Linked DNA regions of Xenopus tropicalis: region 1 is linked to region 2. Evidence: chromatin contacts called from public Hi-C data. All regions are on one chromosome and are shown on one strand. The core of a region is the stretch at or near the end of the contact, and the rest is flanking DNA. Distances in the headings are between cores, read along the strand shown. Region 1 holds the start of fgf8 (fibroblast growth factor 8). Region 2 holds the start of dpcd (deleted in a mouse model of primary ciliary dyskinesia).

Region 1 (3,547 bases), core at 699-3,198, 240 kb before region 2:
TGTTTAGTTTTCAAAGTCAAAACCTAATCCAATTAATCCGTCTCCCACATTTCCATAGAACGGAGCAGCCGATTGTCCCAATACACAAACTGTAGCACTGAAAGGCTCTCTCCCAGTCCTCAGCCCCTTGGGTGCAGTGTACCTGTGTCTGGTTTGCCTGAGCCCATCTGCACAACTCAGCCCTAAAGGTCCTCTATAGAGGGAACCCAAGGAATACTAATGGACTTCACACTTTCAGAACCCTCCGAATTTTCCTTAATTCCACTGTGCCATGATTAAAAAATTCTCACTACCCGATGGGAGAGATTAGCTGTTTGCAGATAAAACGTGTGAACTGCCCAAAGCCCACGGATAAGCCAATTGCCGCAGTGACAAAGTTCTCTACATGGTGCTACTTTTTGGTCTTATAACACATTCATTATAGAACATTAATGGACCTGTTGCTTTTCATACTCTAAAGTGCACTAAAGTGTTATGTTTTGCGTATATATTTATTATTTTCTTAAATACGCCTGCATTCTTTGTGAATCTACAGAGAGATGGATAGATAGATCGATAGCTAGCTAGATAGATAGATTATAGATAAAGATAAATATACTTTTATATGCCTGCATTTTTTGTGAATCTAGAGAAATGGATATAGTTAGATAGAAAGATGATAGATAGATGATAGATAGATAGATAGATAGATAGATAGATGATAGATAGATAGATAGATAGATAGATAGATGATAGATAGATAGATAGATAGATAGATAGATGATAGATAGATGATAGATAGATAGATGATAGATAGATAGATAGATAGATAGATGATAGATAGATAGATGATAGATAGATAGATAGATAGATAGAAAGATAGATAGATAGATAGATAGATAAAAGATAGATAATAGATGATAGATAAATAGATCATTGATAGAAATACTTATATTCGCTTGCATTCTTTTTGAATGTATAGAGATTGATATATATATATATATATAGGCAGATAGATAACAGATAGATTAGATGGATATGGGTTAAGCTAGATGGATATATAGACAATTGGTCAGGCCGATTAAACGATTGTAGGTGTACTAGTCCCTCTATAAAACAAATCCACCATCTGCATGTATTAAGCTATGTACATATACACACACTGTGCTTTAACCTTGTTGCAGTCACTTGTTCCCGAACTGCTGAATTAGAGATTTTACCTTTCAAGTGGAAATGGGTAATTGGGGATTTAAATGCCCTCTCTAACCCATCTGTACAATGGAGTGCATCCTGTGAGCCTAGATATACAAGGGGGGTGGTTTCCAGCTCCATCCTCCCACATTTAACCCAGGACAGATGAGAAGGGAGTTTGACATTGGAGAGTTCAGGACAAGAGGAGGGACAAGGGCTGATCGCTGGCAATCACTTCACTTAGTGCTCAATGAGACAGCGGCCAACACACAGACTCACACTCTCTCAGGGCTATCAGGAGGTCTCTGAGCCGCAGCCACTCAGCCAGGTTGTTCTATTGGCCGGTGGGATCGCAGCTTGTGCATAGAAGGAGAAAGCCTTACTCATCAACACTTTCATCATCAGCTCTCACACACCAAGCGCTGCCTTCAGCCCAACACAACGTCATTTTGGAAGCGAGAGAGCGAGAGAAAGTGATCCTCCCAGGTTGGGAAGTAGCTCGCATTCTTACTCTGACTTTGCGCTCTGACTTTGCGCTCTCTCTCTCTCCTGAGCGCTCAAGCTGACAGCGCTGCGCCTACATCTGCGCCTTGGGACCGGGGGGCCGGCACAGCACTGGGACAATTGTCAGCGCATCTCGGCTGTTTCTTTTCTCACTTGGAGGCAAGTGGCAGGGGAGCCGTGTGAGCTCCGCACCAGCTGTAGCGCCGGAGGGATTGTACCGATACGCCAGGGGGCTGCTCTCAGGCTCTCCCCATCACTATCATTACTATTATTGTTATTATCAGCATCATTATTTGGGAAGTCGCTGCGTCTGTTTCGGACAAGGAGTGCAGCGTGTTTCTACTCACCCCCCCCGTCTCCCTGGCTGTGGCTCGGTGCCCTCTCTTCCAGACTCGGCTGCCTGGCCAAGGGGATGGGCGGAGGGAACTGCGGGAGCTCCCGGGACTAGGAAACGGCAGCGCTGCACCTTCCCCTGCTACCAGCCGGGCAGCTCATCGGCCGAGCAGCCGCTCCACTGCAATCCGACTCCCTGGGACTATCGGGCAGCCCGACAGGCAGAGGCACCCAGCAGGGCAGGATGAGCTACATCACCTCCATCCTGGGCTATCTGTAAGTATTGGGGCACCCAGCACCCACATTGCTCCCACTCTGCCCGCACCCTGCTTGCTAACTGGACCTTCTCTTCTATTTTTACAGGTTACTGCACTTGTTTGTCATCTGCCTACAAGCCCAGGTAAATTGAATTTTTATTTTCTATCCTCTGCTACTTGCATGTTAATGTTTTTTTTTTTTCAATTGGCTCAGAGTCAGGTTCACTTTAGACTTTTTTTACTATTATATTTTCTTCCAAAGAGCCGAATTATAATATCAAATCCAAATTCACTGCCAGTCTAATGTGCAGAATGAGCTGCTAAACCAATATTTGGGGTGCCTGGTTCTCCCACTAGATTAGGGGTCACTGGGTATCATTTCTGCAGTACCCACACTTCCCTTACTAGTAATTAGAACTGATCTTACTGGATAAGATTTATAGGGACTTGTCTTTGGATCTGTGCTGTAGGAACCAGCCTTAGGAATGTTAGGGGCCTAAGTTGTAATAATTAAACAAAAAACTCATTATCAGGGCAATATTGTTCTGTGATTTGCTGGGACAGATCAATAGTGGCCCTAACTTATAGATATCAGGGCCAGTAAGGAAACATGGAGATTAAATGCAGAGTTTTTTTTTTTTAGTTATCAACTGTTGCTCTGCTCTGCTGTATATCTATACAGTTCCCATTCATGTGATAATTTAAAATGAAAGGGAGCATCAAACTATGAAGAGCTATTTTAAAAAAGAAAAAGAACTGTTTGGATCTCATAGGGAGAGGAGCAAGAAGCGTATGGCAAGCAGACCTTCTCCATATGTTGCCCACATTGGAGCTGGCATCGGCATCTAAACATATTGTCCATGCAAGAGCTGGAAGAATAGGCTCACCCACCGAAAGAGAGGGTATAAGGAGGGAGAGTGAGGCACCGAGGGGAGAGGGAAGCTGAAATTGTCAGGCCTGTGCATAAAATACTGCAGACTTTGTGAGGTATGGGCTGTTCCTGAGATGTTAAATCTCTGATTTGTTATGGGGATTGCAGCTTGAGCTGGCTCATTGCCCCCAAGGGTGAAAGTCGCATCTTCTTCCCATTTTCTCAGAATATATCTTTATAAATGTCACAGCCAAGCACCCTTCTGTAAGGTTTAAATATTGCTTAGCCTCCCTGCAAGGAAAGCCTTATTCTGCACTGGCATGGCGAGTGTTACACTATGGCTCACTAGTGAACCTTACTCTTGTGCATGTTTCAACTCAAGTGTAAAATTATTTTATGCTAATGCAGCTTA
Region 2 (3,384 bases), core at 507-3,006:
GGCTGGTAACACTTCCTAGCACCCACTCTCACTGTGCTGTGGCTGGCATTTACATTCTTCCATAAGCTCTTACATTGCCTTGTGACCACAGGCAAAGGTGACACACACACACATATGGGAGTTGCACACATACACATAAACTCTGGATACACACTTATCTACCTATGGGCGAGGTCACACTTAGGGGCTGATTTACTTACCCACGAACGGGTCGAATGGAGTCCGATTGCGTTTTTTTCGTAATGATCGGTATTTTGCGATTTTTGCGTAGCGTTAAAACTTACGCGAAAAGTTGCGCATTTTTCGTAGCGTTAAGTTTTAACGCTACGAAAAATGCGCAACTTTTCGCGTAAGTTTTAACGCTACGCAAAATGCGCAACTTTTTACGCAACTTTCGTAATGGATACGGAAAACTCGCGTTTTTACGCAAAAATCGTATTGGTAACGAAAAATTCGTACAGAATCCGAAAAAATCGCAAAACATAGGAAAAAGTCGCAAAATGTTCGTTTTCAAGTCGGAACTTTTCCAATTCGGGTCGGATTCGTGGGTTAGTAAATCAGCCCCTAAGTGTATATATCCTTCTCTCAACCCTACGTTTTTCAAACAGGCTGAGAGAAGCAGATCTGCTTCCCTATGCTTTTGGGTTTTTTTCCCGTGTGCCCACACTCAGGCAGTTGCCATAACCTTTAATGCAGGCACACAGAGAAGCACAAGAAAGCAGATCCGCTTCTCTCAGCCTGGCCGAAAAAACGCAGGATTGAGAGAAGTGGGTATGCGCTTTGTGTGACCTCGCCCTAAACTAAAAAAAAAAAATGAGACATTAAGCCCCTAGGTAAGAATAGAAGGATTTGATTGGGGGGAGATCAAATATGAGACTTGTTTGTTATATGCTTGTTATTATGCATGGGATTAGTTGTCCTTTATTGAACTAAACCTGCAGGTCCTGTTGTAAATCATCTTTGGTTATGGGACTATTAACTGACAGAACCTAACAATTTGGTCTAAAACCTTATCCCCAGCCAGTGTCCTGTGAGCAACATGGGTGTTACTCCCAGTGGCCTCAAAGCAGGGGCTTATTTTTGAATTATTGACTTGGAGGCAAGTTTTGGTTGCATAAAAACCCAGTGTAAAGCCACACAGAGCCTTCTCTTGGCTGCCAGCCCACATAGGGGCTACCAAATAGCCAATCACAGCCCTCCTGAATTTCTGCTTATGTATCCTCAGTTATCAGTTCAGCAGTTCCCCTGCGAGTTTGTTCAGCTTTACCAGGCTACTGGCTGGACATAGTTTACATGTTTATGGCCTAAGATTTTAAACTCCACCAGGGCAGTGTATTGAATATAATCTGTGTAGGCGCTATACAAATAAAGCATGGGATTTGGTTATTGAGGAGGTTGAATGAATGAATATGGTTAACGTTAGCTCTATATCTTTCTCACAGCATTAAAGCCCAAGCCGATGTGACTGCGTTCCCACAAGAACACTCACCATCCTGTAAAATGCACGTTTTCTGCGCAGCCTTCAGACTCTCCAGCCAGCTTGGAAGCGCCATCTTGGAACCTGTCACACGCGGGGCCGAGTTACTATAGCAACCCAAAGCTTGCCGGCCTCTTAGGCAAACCGACCTGAGTTGCCATAGTAACGCAGCGGACTGCCTTGTAACGTGTACACAAAACCTATCAACATACCTATCCCAAAATATAAAACGTCTCTACAAAGCTACTGCTGTAACGGGATATTATATATTCTCTTATTATCGGGCTCATTAAGCAATGGACTCCGGTGACCACTTCCGAGTCATCCGGATACGGAAGTGACCTAATTAAATGTCCGTGTATGTTTATAGATGTGGTGTTGAACTCTAGTAAGTGAATGTGAGGGGGGGACAAAGCGATAAGTTACTGTTTGTTTCTCTGTTTGGGGCGCTGTGTGTGTATTTTCCATGTAACTATTTGGGCGCAGTGATCTATAGCAGTGATATATAGAATCGTGGAACTACATCTCCCTCCGAGATGGCTGGAGAGCTGCTGGGGAAAGAAAATAACACATAATCACACATTAAACCGTACTGTTACTTAGGGTTTGGGTTCCATAAGAGAAAGTATTGATTACCTTCCTTAGTGTAGCTGTTTGTATAGCAGAACATTAGGCAATCACAATGGTCTGTTATTAAGTGTACTTATATTATTTGCTACTGTTTATTGCTTGGGGTGGGGTGGGGTGGGGTAGGGTAGGGTGGGGGAATAATGCCAATTTTACTAGAAGGACGAAAAGATTGATTTAGCAGCCCTGGGTTCATTTTGTGGTAACCCTAGCCACTGGTTCCTATATATAAGCCCACTGACTCTGAGGGCAATGGGGAGATTCCCTTTGGTGGAAAAAGCTCCATTGACTTTATTGGTCAATGGGAGGTCAAGAAATGCCTCCCATTGGGGTTAACAGTAATCACCAGTCCAGACGATACCATAAAAAAAAGTAGAGGGCAATTGTGAGTTTTACTGCCTCCCCACTGCCAGTCTCTCTGTGCCATTGCCAGTAAGCTGGCCATATGTGGGTTGATATTGTAAGCCAACTCTGCCTCTCTTGGCAGTCTGCAGCCTAATGGCCGATGCACAGGGCAAAAGCGATGATCTCCCTACCTGTATCTACTCAGGGTTTGGCCAGGTAATGATATTTCTGGCAGGAAACTCCCATCAGGCAGATGCTACATAGAAACACAGTCCTTTCTTAATGACTCTGCCCGGGTTGATAGTTTTGGCTGGAAATCCCATCATCAGGTAACCCCAGTCTGCGAGTTAAAGCCACATATAGGGGCTGATTTACTAATCCACGAATCCGAATGAGAAAAATTCGGATTGGAAAACTAACATTTTGCGACTTTTTCGTATTTTTTGTGATTTTTTTCGTAAATTGTCGCGACTTTTTCGTAACCGTTATGACTTGCGCGAATTGTCGCGACTTTATTATAGCCATTACAAATTTCGTGAATTGTCGCGTCTTTTTCATAGCCATTATGACTTTTGTGAATTGTCGCAACTTTTTCATAGCCATTATGACTTTCGTGAATTGTCGTGACTTTTTCATAGCCATTATGACTTTCGTGAATTGTCGCGACTTTTTCATAGCCATTATGACTTTCGTGAATTGTCGCGACTTTTTCATAGCCATTATGACTTTAGTGAATTGTCGTGACTTTTTCATAGCCTTTACGACTTTTGCGAATTGTCGCAACTTTTTCGTATTGAGCGATCGAAAAAGTCGCAAAATACAGATCATTACGAAAAAAACACATTCAGACGCTTTTCGGACGTTCGTGGATTAGTAAATCAGCCCCATAGTGTACAGACTGGGAACCCGCAACACAAATTTAATATAACACATGT

What was found. A called contact is a pair of places that touch in the nucleus more often than the background predicts.
Region 1: a contact with region 2 is called in a Hi-C map of brain, with 2.6 times the contacts expected there. The contact joins the promoter of fgf8 here to the promoter of dpcd in region 2. A contact is called at or near these places in 2 of 5 Hi-C or Micro-C datasets (brain and tailbud embryo).

The regions. Positions count from the first base shown.
Region 1 is chr7:31,019,656-31,023,202 of UCB_Xtro_10.0, reverse strand. fgf8 (fibroblast growth factor 8) reads left to right here and starts at 1,948. Exons shown (of 5, transcript NM_001008162.1): 1 at 1,948-2,283; 2 at 2,371-2,407. The coding sequence starts at 2,252.
Region 2 is chr7:30,779,950-30,783,333 of UCB_Xtro_10.0, reverse strand. It overlaps dpcd (deleted in a mouse model of primary ciliary dyskinesia), which reads right to left and starts at 1,756. Exons shown (of 6, transcript NM_001102805.1): 1 at 1,490-1,756. The coding sequence starts at 1,553. It overlaps poll (polymerase (DNA) lambda), which reads left to right and starts at 1,836. Exons shown (of 11, transcript NM_001100246.1): 1 at 1,836-1,865.